Regions from separate parts of the Gossypium arboreum genome. Here region 2 is linked to region 1. The links are chromatin contacts, called in public Hi-C maps. All regions are on one chromosome and are shown on one strand. The core of a region is the stretch at or near the end of the contact, and the rest is flanking DNA. Distances in the headings are between cores, read along the strand shown. Region 1 holds the start of LOC108454131 (pectate lyase-like). Region 2 has its middle 20 kb from the start of LOC108455631.

Evidence for each region. A called contact is a pair of places that touch in the nucleus more often than the background predicts.
Region 2: a Hi-C map of leaf shows a contact between it and region 1, with 3 times the contacts expected there. The contact joins the enhancer-like site here to the promoter of LOC108454131 in region 1. A contact is called at or near these places in 2 of 5 Hi-C or Micro-C datasets (both in leaf).

What each region holds. Positions count from the first base shown.
Region 1 is chr9:12,706,037-12,711,900 of ASM2569848v2, forward strand. It overlaps LOC108454131 (pectate lyase-like), which reads right to left and starts at 2,073. Exons shown (of 3, transcript XM_017752464.2): 1 at 1,905-2,073; 2 at 941-1,820; 3 at 338-854. The coding sequence starts at 2,023. The coding sequence ends at 630.
Region 2 is chr9:13,111,291-13,117,572 of ASM2569848v2, forward strand. No RefSeq gene overlaps it. Among protein-coding and RNA genes, the nearest start is that of LOC108455631, 20 kb to the right of the region's middle. Within about 2 kb of position 2,696, at least 1 of the 2 cell types and tissues checked has an H3K27ac peak or open chromatin away from gene starts, as enhancers often do. A contact at or near this core is called in leaf, where this site is marked.

The DNA.
Region 1 (5,864 bases), core at 823-3,322:
AATTTTCCAAATTAAGGTTTTTCATTTTTGGTTATTACTATTATTAATTTTTTAAGGAATACTATTACTATTATTATTAAGTTTTTATTAGTAAAATTCTATATTTTAATATTTCCAACGACAAAGAATATATTAATTGATCATTAATTGGGTTTGTTTGCGTTGACATTTTGGCACTTCAAAAGCATTTACTTTTTTCGGTGACAATTATCCAAAAGCTCACAACATTTATAATTAATGCTTTGGTTTGACTTTTTATCCATGAAAACATTTAAGAGATATAAAATATATACTTTTTATAGGAGAATTACCATACCTTCAGTCCAAACTGAAAACATTATGTAGATAAAACAAGCAAAATTCTCCCTTATCAATAAAGACAATCACTTTCATGAAAAAGTACACTTTTGCCACTTATAGCAGATTACATAAAAGCAACCCTAAACTGCAGTTGCATGCTTTGTTGATCTATCAATACAGAAAATTACTACAAATTAACTGTATAGGATTAATGATTAATCCATGTTGTGTTCAATTTCAGGCAACATGCAGAGGTCGTCGTTTCATTACATTCTTAAAAGAAACAAAAAGACTAAATTATAATTAAACTGCTAATTATAAGTTTAAAACTAGCAGTGGGAACCCCTTCTACATTTGAGTGCACCAGCAGTCATTGTCATTGTACCCACAAGAGAAGATGGTCTAGCACTAAGGCTCGAAGCCCTAGCAAAGGTTGAAGATGCACCAGAAGCACCGGTTTGCCTGAAAAAGGCTCCATTCAACATCAAGTCTCCTTCGGATCTCCAGTTCCAGCGTTTCCATTCACTCTCTGGTGCATTCTCATGCTTGGTCACCTACAAAAATCATTACATATGGTAGTGTGAAAATGGTGATATATATGAGTTAACTCGCGCTAATGAGGACTTTGAAAATTAATTACCTCTTTCTTTGATCTATCATTGGGTGCTAGAAACCTGTTTCCTTGGCTGTTGATAGTAGGGTTTGCACTGCCACCAATGGCGTACATTTCCCAATGAGTGTAATCGTTGTTCACCACATGGAAATATCCAAGTCTACACCTTGGCATTCTTTGAATTAGACCTTCCCCGAAATGGTTAAAGGCAACAGTGACTTGCATGTTTTTATCTTGCATATAGGAATCACTGTGGCCCAAAAGCATGACTTTATCATGATGGGTCATGTAGTTGTTTGATATAGTCACGGCGGTGGATCCATGGATGACATCGATGAGTCCATCATGACAATTCGACAATGAACAATGGTCAACCCATATATTCTTGCTGCCAAAGATGGAGACACCATCACCGTCCGATGGAGTCCAATGCCCTGCATGATGGGGAGAGTCTCTTATAATTGTACTACCCCCGGGTTTACAATCATGTATGTGGATGCCATGGATGATGATGTTCGACACATAATGGATGGTGATGCATGGTCCACCCGATATGTGAACGCTCGCACCTCGACCGTCTATTGTTTTGAAAGAGTTCATCAACAATTCTTGTTTCAACGTAATCACCATATCTCTCTTGAAAATAATCCACAATGACTCGTCTTGAATCACAGCATGCCTTAAAGTACCCGGCCTAGGGTTCACCGGGTCGTCATCGCCGGCATCCGTAATAACATAGATTCGACCATTTTTGCCTCCCATGGCATGCTTCCCGAACCCAATCGCGCAATCGGCTAACCTTTGCCGGTTCTTCTCCCAGTTCGGATCACACCTCCAACAATCATCAATGGGGTTTCCTGTTCCACATGACAAGTAACCCAAGTTCCTCCTCGAAGCATTGATACTCCTGCAAATGAAAACATACCAATACATATATGTACACATTAATCTTATACAATATAAACATTGTAAGAGTATATAAATGAATTACTTGTGAACTTCATCAACAACAAATTCAGGATCTTGAACTGGCGAGGAAGAAGCTAGATTTGGAACAAGGAGGGAAATGAAGAGAATGTGAAAGATATATGAAAATGTTGACGATCCCATTTTTGGAATAGTGATAAAGTGGGAGCCAATGGAGGTAGTGGGGTGGCTAGGCATCGTACAATGTGGGGGACTTATATAAAGGGTAAAAGCCGAGAGGTAAGGCGTGATTAAGCTAAGCAGGTGGGTCCAAATAGTAATTTAAGCGTTTAAATTTGTTCAAGTCTTGGGGAGTCTCGTATGGGTAGTTTAAATCGTTAATCAGGCGTCAACAATTTCAGACACATATTAATCAAAGTCTATTTTATTGAATTTATTGAGTCTACTTTGAGTTTGCAATTCATCACACTAGGCATAAAAAGTGTTCCTTTTATGGCCTGCCCTTCTTGCCATTAGGCTATATAATGGAATCCAATAACTGAATCATGTTGAATTGGTAATTAACCAAAAAGATATAAGAAATATTACTGTATTTCATTATTTTCTTTAAATCTTAGATTTAGTTGAGAAATTTATAATTTTGGTTGGATTTGAGTTTTGAATATCGTAAAATTTTGTTATTAGTCCTTGTGGATTTAGTTTATGATCTTCAATTTAGTTAATTTTAGTATTTATATTTTTCAAATTTTAAAATTTCAATCTTAACCTAATGGTAATAGTTAAATTCTACTATTAGTCTTGGACTATGTTTAAAATTGTAGATCTAGTCCAATTCCTCCAATTGAATCATTTGTAGTTTTATACATTTCAAATGTTAAAATTTCTATCTTAACGTAAATAACTACCATTAAATTTATTGATTAACTTTTTGTGAGTAATGTGCGAAAATAGTAAACCTACATGGCATTACATATGTAACATAGTATGCTTGTTGCATCAAATTTTAGAAATAACATCATATAACTTAATAAAATTAATAGCTATCATTTAATTATAACTAAAATTTCAAAATTAAAAAGAGTACAAAGACTGAAAATGACTGAAGTAAAGATATAGGGTTAAATCCACATCTAATGCATGGTATATGGACTAATAGCATAATCTAACCTTTAAATAATGAGTATAGTTATTTGAATTTGAAGAATATTATAATGGACTTCGGTTTTTATTATATTTTAAAATAAATGAATTTAATTATTAATATTAAAGCCCATTAAAACTTAACATATTTTAATTCATTTTTTGAATGATTTGATTTATTTTATTAATTCGATTTTAATTAAAATTTTGTAGAGGAAATAACTAGTTAAAGAAATCATCAAACTTTCCAATTATATCCACAATTTGCTCAACAAAATTAATGGAACATGATTGGATCATGTTTTGCCCAACAATATTTCTTGCAAAACTTGAAATTTTTGGACGTGTTTTTTTGACTTACTAACGTGTCATAGAAAGCTAACTAATGAAGATATGTACAAACATTGTACCCTTTTTCTCATTGTTCCTTAATATCAGCTAAGGATCTTATCAACACGTACACTAGTAAGGATGAAAATTTTGACTTCAAGATTCAATATTGGATCTTATTCATTTAAATCGTGATGATCATTATATTAAATATTAATGGATGAAAAAGTAATAGAATGAATTTTGACTCAATATTTTAACATCTTTTAATAGCTTTCCCAAAACTAAGATAGTCATACAATATTTTTAAGATAATTAATAATATTTCCTAATTTAACAATTAAAATAAACAATTAAAACTTATTTCCTACCCTAAGAAAATGGCATTGAAATTGGGAAGTGGCAATTAGAGCTATAATGGTCTATATGTGTGTATTATATAGACATCAACTAATTAATCGTAGTATATGTCCATTTGGTCTTTCTAGCATTTTGGTCCAAAGATAAACAAAAATAGGAGGTTGAAATTTGGGCCTCTAGTCCTTTACTTTATTTTTTTTATTTTATTTTATTAATTAGAGGTATAATAATAACTACAAGTAACTAACATTCCTTTATTGTTTTGGCCTATAATTCTATATATGGTTCTTGCAGACCTAATATATTCAAAACGATATCATAGGTTTAACCACACTTAATACGCTATTTTATGGAAATTAATTTATTAGAATAATATTTAATGTATCATTAGCGTATAAATCTTATACATTATCAATGATTATTATCAAATTAAATAAAAATATGAACAATTTTTAAAAATATTAATAATTTTATTTAAACATAATTAAATGTAACTATTATAAATAAATATTAATAACTCACGAATTTAGGATCTTTATTTTAAGGGTTTGGAGGCTTGAATTTAGAGTCAAGAGTCTCGTGTTTAGGTTTCAAGGTTTAAGCACTTATTTATAATTATTTATTATTTAATTATGTTTAAATAAACTTATTAGTATTTATTTATATGCCCTCCACTATTCTTTATTTTATTTAATGATGAGGTGTCATGCTATTATTCATTGATAGAGCATGGGACCTATACTTCAACAATGCATCAATTATTCTTCTCTACATATCTAGTAATTTTATTTTGTATCAACAGAGCCTATGGTATAATGGCAAGAATTTATCATTAAAATGAATTTTATAATAACATCATATTTTAAAATTGATCCTTAGATACCCATACCTTTACCTTATAAAATGAAAATATAATATTGTATCGATCGTCAATTTAGGTAGCAAAGAAAATGACAGATGAATTTTGATGGCCAAAACTAGATACCTCAACCCCTCACTATCAAGTGGGTTTCACGGTTTTCGTGGGCATGGTGAGGAGGATCCACAATGTTGCTATTAATGAATTCTTTAGTGTTTATGATGAGGTCATTCACATGTATATATTTGAATATAGTGCCCTTAATGTAGTAATATTGTAACAACTCGATTTTGGGCCTAGTCGGAATAGTGGTTTCGGGACCACTAAACCGAGGTTGGAGAAATTATTTTTATATTATTTTATGTGTTGTAGCATGATTATATAAGAGTATGAAAATTTTAGTGAATTAATTTTAGTTATTGCATGCTTAATCGGGAAAAAGGACTAAATCGCATAAAGGGTAAAAGTTCTATTTTACTTGATAGACATACCAAATAGCTAGAGAGCCATAATTGGAGGTCTTTAAAGGGAAATTAGACCTTCTCCAAGAGGCATGGCCGGGCATAGGGACAAGGAAATCAATGGGTCAAATGGTTAGGTAATTTTATGACCTAATTTTGATTAGAATAAAACTAAAATAAAGAGAAAAGATATCATCTTTTTTTTTCTACCATCTTCTCCACCGAAAATTCAACCATTGTAGGGGTTTTCAGCTTAAAAAATTTTAGCAACTTAAAGCCTTCACAAGTAAGTGATTTTGATGACTTTCCTTGATGTTTTTTGCACTTTTAAAACCATTGTAACATAAGCTTTCAAATGAGGGGACTATTTTTGCAAAATGGTTGAAAGTCTAGGGTTTTTCCATGATAGTAGACATGTTTTTCCTGAAATTTTATGGGAGAAAATGAACCATGGTTGCGAAATAAACAACTTTTGTGAAGAGATTTCTCATGAAAACCCTAAAAATGACCATTTTGCATAAATTGTAAAAGAGGTGGTAAAAGTGTGAAATAATGAGACTTGTGGGTTTCTTCTAGTATAAAAAGTAATCGACTAGGCCTAAGATATGAAGAAATTCGATAAAAATTGAATTTCAGACCTAGGGGTAAAATGATCATTTTACAAAAGTCTAAGGGCAAAATGGTCGTTTTGTCCAATTTTAAATTGTTGAGTATCTATATTAATAAAATGATTAAATTCGTAAATTTTTATCATTCGAGATCAAGAATTACAAAATCAGGGCCTAGACCAGGGAAAAGCGAAGCAAGTGGACTAAGTCGAACTAGTCATCTACATATTGTAATTCGAGGTAAATTGTATGTAAATAATACAACT
Region 2 (6,282 bases), core at 1,446-3,945, 410 kb after region 1:
TACCGCACCGATCAAACACAGCTCATAATCTTAGTCACCCAAGCCTCTGCATAGCCCATTCTTTTCATCACCTCTTCAATAAACTTCCATTCAACTCTATCATAGGCTTTGCTCATATCGAGCTTGATCACAAAGCCTTTGTTAGGGCCATTCTTAGCGCTTTGAAGATAGTGAACCAACTCGTGAGCGATCAAGACATTGTCGTGAATCATTCGTCCAGGAACAAAGGCGCTTTGATTTTGAGTAATGCATGTCCGGAGAGTGTCTTTCAACCGATTTGCCAGAACTTTAGCAACAATTTTGTATATCACCCTACATAGGCTAATTGGTCGGAAGTGAGTCATCTCAATGGGCTCTTTGATTTTAGGGATAAGGACAATAATGGTCTCATTGAGTAACTCCACACTTGTATCTCCCCTCAAAACTTCATGACATAGCTTTATAATGTCATCTCCCACCACCTCTCAATTTTCTTTGTAGAAATTTCTGGATAAACCATCTATGCCCGGGGCTTTCCTATGATCCATCTGCTTAAAAGCGTTAATAATTTCATGATCCGTTTACGCCATGGTTAATCTGTCATTCATCTCTCATGAAATACAAGTATCAATATAGTCAAGATTTAATGTTTCATCCATATGTAACGTTGACTCAAATAGATTTTGGAAATACTCACTGGCAGCCTCGCAAATATCCTTTGTATTCTCCCTCCAGTTGCCATGCATGTCCTTCAGCTTTTCAATTCTGTTCTTCTTTTTTCTGCTGGTAGCCCTCACGTGAAAAAACCTAGTATTTCTGTCCCCCTCTTTCGGCCATGTAACTCTTGATCTCTGTGCCCAGTACTGCTCCTCTCTGTCCAGCAGTTTCCTTAGCTTTATTCTCATGGCTTTAAGTTTGTTTCCATCGTACACTTCCACAGGTTTATCAATGAGCCTATTAATATTGGACTTAAGCGCATCAATCTGTCTTCTCATTCTCTTGTACCTCTTAAACTGCCACGCTCCCAGGTCATGTCCCACCTTCTCTACTTATCCATTATATCCTCCGTATCCATCTTCCAAGCATTTTTAATGATATTTTTAGCTTCCAGCTCTTTAGCCCAGCATATATCATATCTAAACATAAGCCTAGAATCCCTTTGCTCTTCTCTAAGCTTTCGACCCTTAGTATCAAGCACAATAGCATTGTGGTCGGAGTTAGACTGTCGAATAACCTTGGTTTCAGTGAACGGGAAGCTTTCCACATCACTAGCCGAGATTAAAAAACGATCCAATCTTTCTTTGACCATCGCGGTGGCCTATCGATTATTGACCCATGTGAACCACCCATTATCAGTTTTCAAATCAACCAGAGATAACTCATCAATAACCTCACAAAATTCGTCCATTAGGGCCTGCGGTTTCCTCCTACCACCTTCCTTCTCCGAGTTGTCAAGTATGGCGTTGAAATCACCTCCAATAATCCACTTTTCCTTAACCAAGCTTCCCGCCCTCCTAAGCATATCCCACGAGCTTTTTCTCTTGGTAGGATCGGCGTTCCCATAAAACCCAGTGAACCGAATTGGATTGTCATTTTCAACTCGAATCAGAGAGTCAATGTGGTTGCTGGAATAGCTTTTGACTTCGAAATTTGTGCCCTCCTTCCACATCATAACCAGCCCACCACTTTTACAAGCATTGACTGCCAGGCATCCCTCCATCCTACACTTGCTTCGAATAGAAGGAAATTTGTTAGATTGCACTTTAGTCTCACATAGAAAAATAACCTCCGGATCGTTCGCAACGAGAAGTTACTTTAATTCGCGGACAGTCATAGGGTTACCAATCCCATGACAATTCCAGCAAAGAATCTTCATAGCTATATGCTTGACTGGTCTTCAGCCCTCTTTTTGCCAGATGAAACACAGACCAGCAAACACCTTCTCACTTGAAGAAACTCTTATTACCAAAATAGCATTCTTTCAAGCAACGAAAATAAATCATCAGCCCATATGCACCTTGTCACTAATCAGGATCATTCCCTAACTAACCAGCGAGCCCACGAAACGAAGGGAAAGCCAAGAAAGAACCTCCGGACACAGCACTGCCCACGACCCGGTCCTCAACAGATGCCTTAACTAAACCTGAAATGAAAGCAGAGACAGCAAAAACAAAAACAACAAAAACAGAGAACTCTAAAATCGCAAGGAGATAGCAGGCAAATATCGGAGAACTCCAAAAACACGCCTCACCAACCGCGACAAGAACATAACAAGAAAAAGGCTAAAACCCTGTACAGGCCACCTGATTGAGGGCACGACTCATCCAAAGAACCATATCAGCCTCCGGACAGAACCCACCACCAGCAAATCCACCCCAAACAATCAAGAAGGAGAGAAAAAGCAAGAAAGCAAAAACATGTAATAACGCGCATCAACAGGAGCACCACCACCAAAACGATCTCGTGCGAAACCACAAAAGTCTCAATGAGCCAAGAAGCAGCCACGAACAGATAGACAAACACCCAGCAAGAAGACAAAGAAAAAATCAACAGGAAATAAACAAAAACAATAGACTTAAAGGAATTACTGTACATAAAACACAACTCGTAAGCCCTGCATGCATGAAGCATACACGTTGTTTGGGGGGAAACGAAAACCGTCTTTCATGCAGAAACAAACGAAAAAAGAACGTAGAAAATTCAAAGAAAGAGAATAGAACGTAGCCACCGTGGGACCCTCAACCTAATAACTCGTAAACATGCAGAAATGCAAATATCAAGATACCGGATAAAACCAAATAAAAAATTCATAAGACCAAACAAAAGTAATCGGAAAAGTTCATCGTAGGACACGAAGCAAAACACGCTGCAAGAAACGTCCCGTCTGACCAGAAGAACCGTCAGGCCCTATCGCTTCACCATAAAAGCACCGTACGGCCACCGAACGGAAAAAAACAAATAGAAAAGAGTAAATCAAACCTCACAATCAAAATGAAACACGCTCATAACCCACAAAAACTGCCATAATATTCAAACGAATAAGGCAGACCCAAAAAACGAAAAGCAAGAAAAGGCTACCAGTTGACATTCTTTTTTTTTTTTTAAAGAAAACGACCCAAGGGTCTACCTCATTTTATAGCATCATGAATAATAAAATTATGGATCTCCATCGGATAATCCATATCAAAGTACAAATCACCCTTATTCGTAATTGCTAAAGTACTCAAAAAATCCGCAACCTTATTACAAAGACGATGGACCCAATTGATTTGGACCGAATTAAAGTTTTAAATTCTTCGCACACTTACGTAGTGCGCTGACCCAGAATGGTAATATCCTGCGCCCGCTTGTTGACCTTGTTGACCAGCATTGCATTATCCGATTCCAAAATAAGCTGTGTCGCCTTTAGCTTTTTAGCCATCTTTAAACCTTCAGTCAACGCCTGCAGCTCAGCCCAGCACACATCCATCGCTTCGGCCCGAAACTTATAACATCCCCCAATGACAAAACCATCGTTGTCTCTTACGACAACGCCAAAACCACTGCACCCATCCGAAATGGCAGCATCCACATTTACCTTGATGTAACCAGTCGGAGGCGCTTTCCAAACCCTGTTCATCGGAGTCGAGGGAATAATAGGTGGCTCAGTCAAATTAAAAATTCTAAAATCTGTACTCAGCGCTTGCGCCCTTTCCCAAATCAGAAACGCATCGTCCATCTTGCCTTTAAAAACCATATTATTCCTATTGTTCCAACTGTTCCAGAGAAGGGTTAAGAAGTCAGCAGCAGCCTTTTTGTCAAGCTCTCTAAACATATCTTCCAGCCAGTCAATACACTCGGTGTAATCCCCTTCCAGTAATTTATTGTTTAAACCCCCAGCAACAAGGATTCCTCGGGCTTTTAGGCAGTCTTTTAACGCGTGAATCAGCGACTCATCTTTGCTTTGGCATCTCGGACAAATATTAATAAAACCCTGACGAATCCGAGCAATATTATCAAAAGTTGGAAGGATGTTATGTCCGATCCTCCAGCTGAAAATTTTTATCTTCGGAAGCATCTTGAGTTTCCAAATGGCTCGCCAAAAAAACGGTGAGGGCCGAATCCGACTTCCTTAAGAATCAGCCAAGAATAAGCCGACCTGGACGTGTAAATACCATGCGGATTTTGGAACCACGTCCGGGTGTCTTTAATATTATTAGGAGGAATGGGCAAATTCATATGCACTCCCCCAAATAATCCCCATAAATCTCTTTCACCCTTTCCCTTTTCCAACGCTTGTTATCTTGGTCCCACAGGTCTTTGACTTTTCTTTCATTACCATTGAGAGGAGATCGACAAACCGACTCTCCAAAGATTCCATTCAGCCCCCAATGCTCACGTCTAAGATCAATCCCATTGCCATCTCCCACTTGCCAAATAAAACCATCCTTAAGCGCATCTACTGCCTTGGCTATGCTCGCCCAGGTGAATGAAGGCTTGTCGCACCGCTTATAACTGAACACGTCCCCTTCAGGGAAGTACTTCGCACATAGGACTTTAAAACATAGAGTGTCCTGTTGAGACATAAGTCTCCAAACCTGTCTCCCCAAAAGAGCCAGGTTGAAGAGATGTAGGTTTCGAAAGCCCATGCCACCCATACCCTTCGGATGACACATTTTCCTCCACGCCATCATTGCCCAACCTCGCATCTTGTCATTGTTTGTCCACCACATCCTTCCCATTTGTGAATGGAGTTCCTCTATAGTGCCTTTTGGAGCCAAGAACTCCGAAAATGCATAGGTCGGAATGGCCTGGATAATCGCCTTGATAAAGACCTCTTTCCCACCGTAAGAAAGCAAGTGTTTTGACCAGCTTTTAACCCTGCAAGTACACCTATTGATAATGTCAGTGAAAGCTAAAGATTTCTTCCTACCAACAGGAAGTGGAAGTCCAAGATAACTATCAAGCTTTTCGACAGTCCGCATGCCAAGCAAGGAGCAAACCAAAAGTCTACTATCCCTAGGGGTTTTAGGGCTAAACAAAATCATGGATTTATCCTTATTAATCTCTTGGCCCGAAACCCTACTAAAATGAGCTATAATACTCACAAGCTCCTCAACATCTCTTTTTTTATTACGAACAAAGAGAAGAGCGTCATCAGCAAAAAACAGGTGATTAATACGGGGCCCATTTCTACTAGCTCTAATTCCCTTAAGCATATTATTATACTGGGCACGAAATAGCAGTTTAGAAAAAGCTTCCATGCAAAATAAAAATAGATAAGGAGAAAGAGGATCCCCTTGTCTCAGGCCACGCTCCGGCATAATTGTATCGGATAGGATAGCATTGCACTTGACAACATAATGAACTGATCTAACGCATCTCATAATCTTCGACACCCAATCGTTAGCGTAGCCCATTTTCTTCATCTCCTCTTCGATAAAGTTCCACTCCACCCGGTCATAAGCCTTGCTCATGTCAAGCTTGACCACAAACCCTTTATTAGGACCATTCTTTGTACTCTGAAGATAATGGGCAAGCTCGTGAGCAATCAAAATGTTATCGTGGATCATCCTCCCCGGAACAAAGGCACTTTGATTTTGGCTGATGCATAACGGAAGTGTTTCCTTCAACTGGTTGGCAAGCACTTTCGCAACAATTTTGTAAATCACCCTGCAAAGGCTGATGGGCCTAAAATTAGTCATATCCACAGGATCTTTAATCTTAGGGATTAAAACAATAATGGTATCATTTAAACAATCCGCATCTTTAACACCCCTAAGAATATCCAGGCAAAGATTAATAATATCCGCTCCAACAACGTCCCAATTTTCTTTGAAGAAATGTCCTGACAAACCATCAATTCCGGGAGCTTTCCTAGGATCCATTTGATTAAAGGCCTCCATGATTTCGCTCTCTGTAAAATCCTGTAACAACCGGTCATTTACCGTCCCTGAAATGCAATTCTCTATATAGTCCAGATTAAGCTCACTGTTAGAATTTAAATTTGACTTAAACAAGAGTTGAAAATACTCCCTGATAGCTTTACAAATATCCATATTATTATCCCTCCAACTGCCGTTGGTGTCTTTAAGTCTAGCAATATTGTTTTTTTTCCTCCTGTTAGTAGCCCTAACATGAAAAAACCGAGTATTCCTGTCCCCTTACTTTAACCACATAACCCTCGACCTTTGAGCCCAGAATTTTTCCTCAAGATCCGATAGAATTACCCAAATTTTAACCGAATAAAACCTTAAGCTTCTAACCCTCGTTATCGCTCCCCTGGCCATCAATAAGTCTATTAATATCCGCCTGCAGAGAACC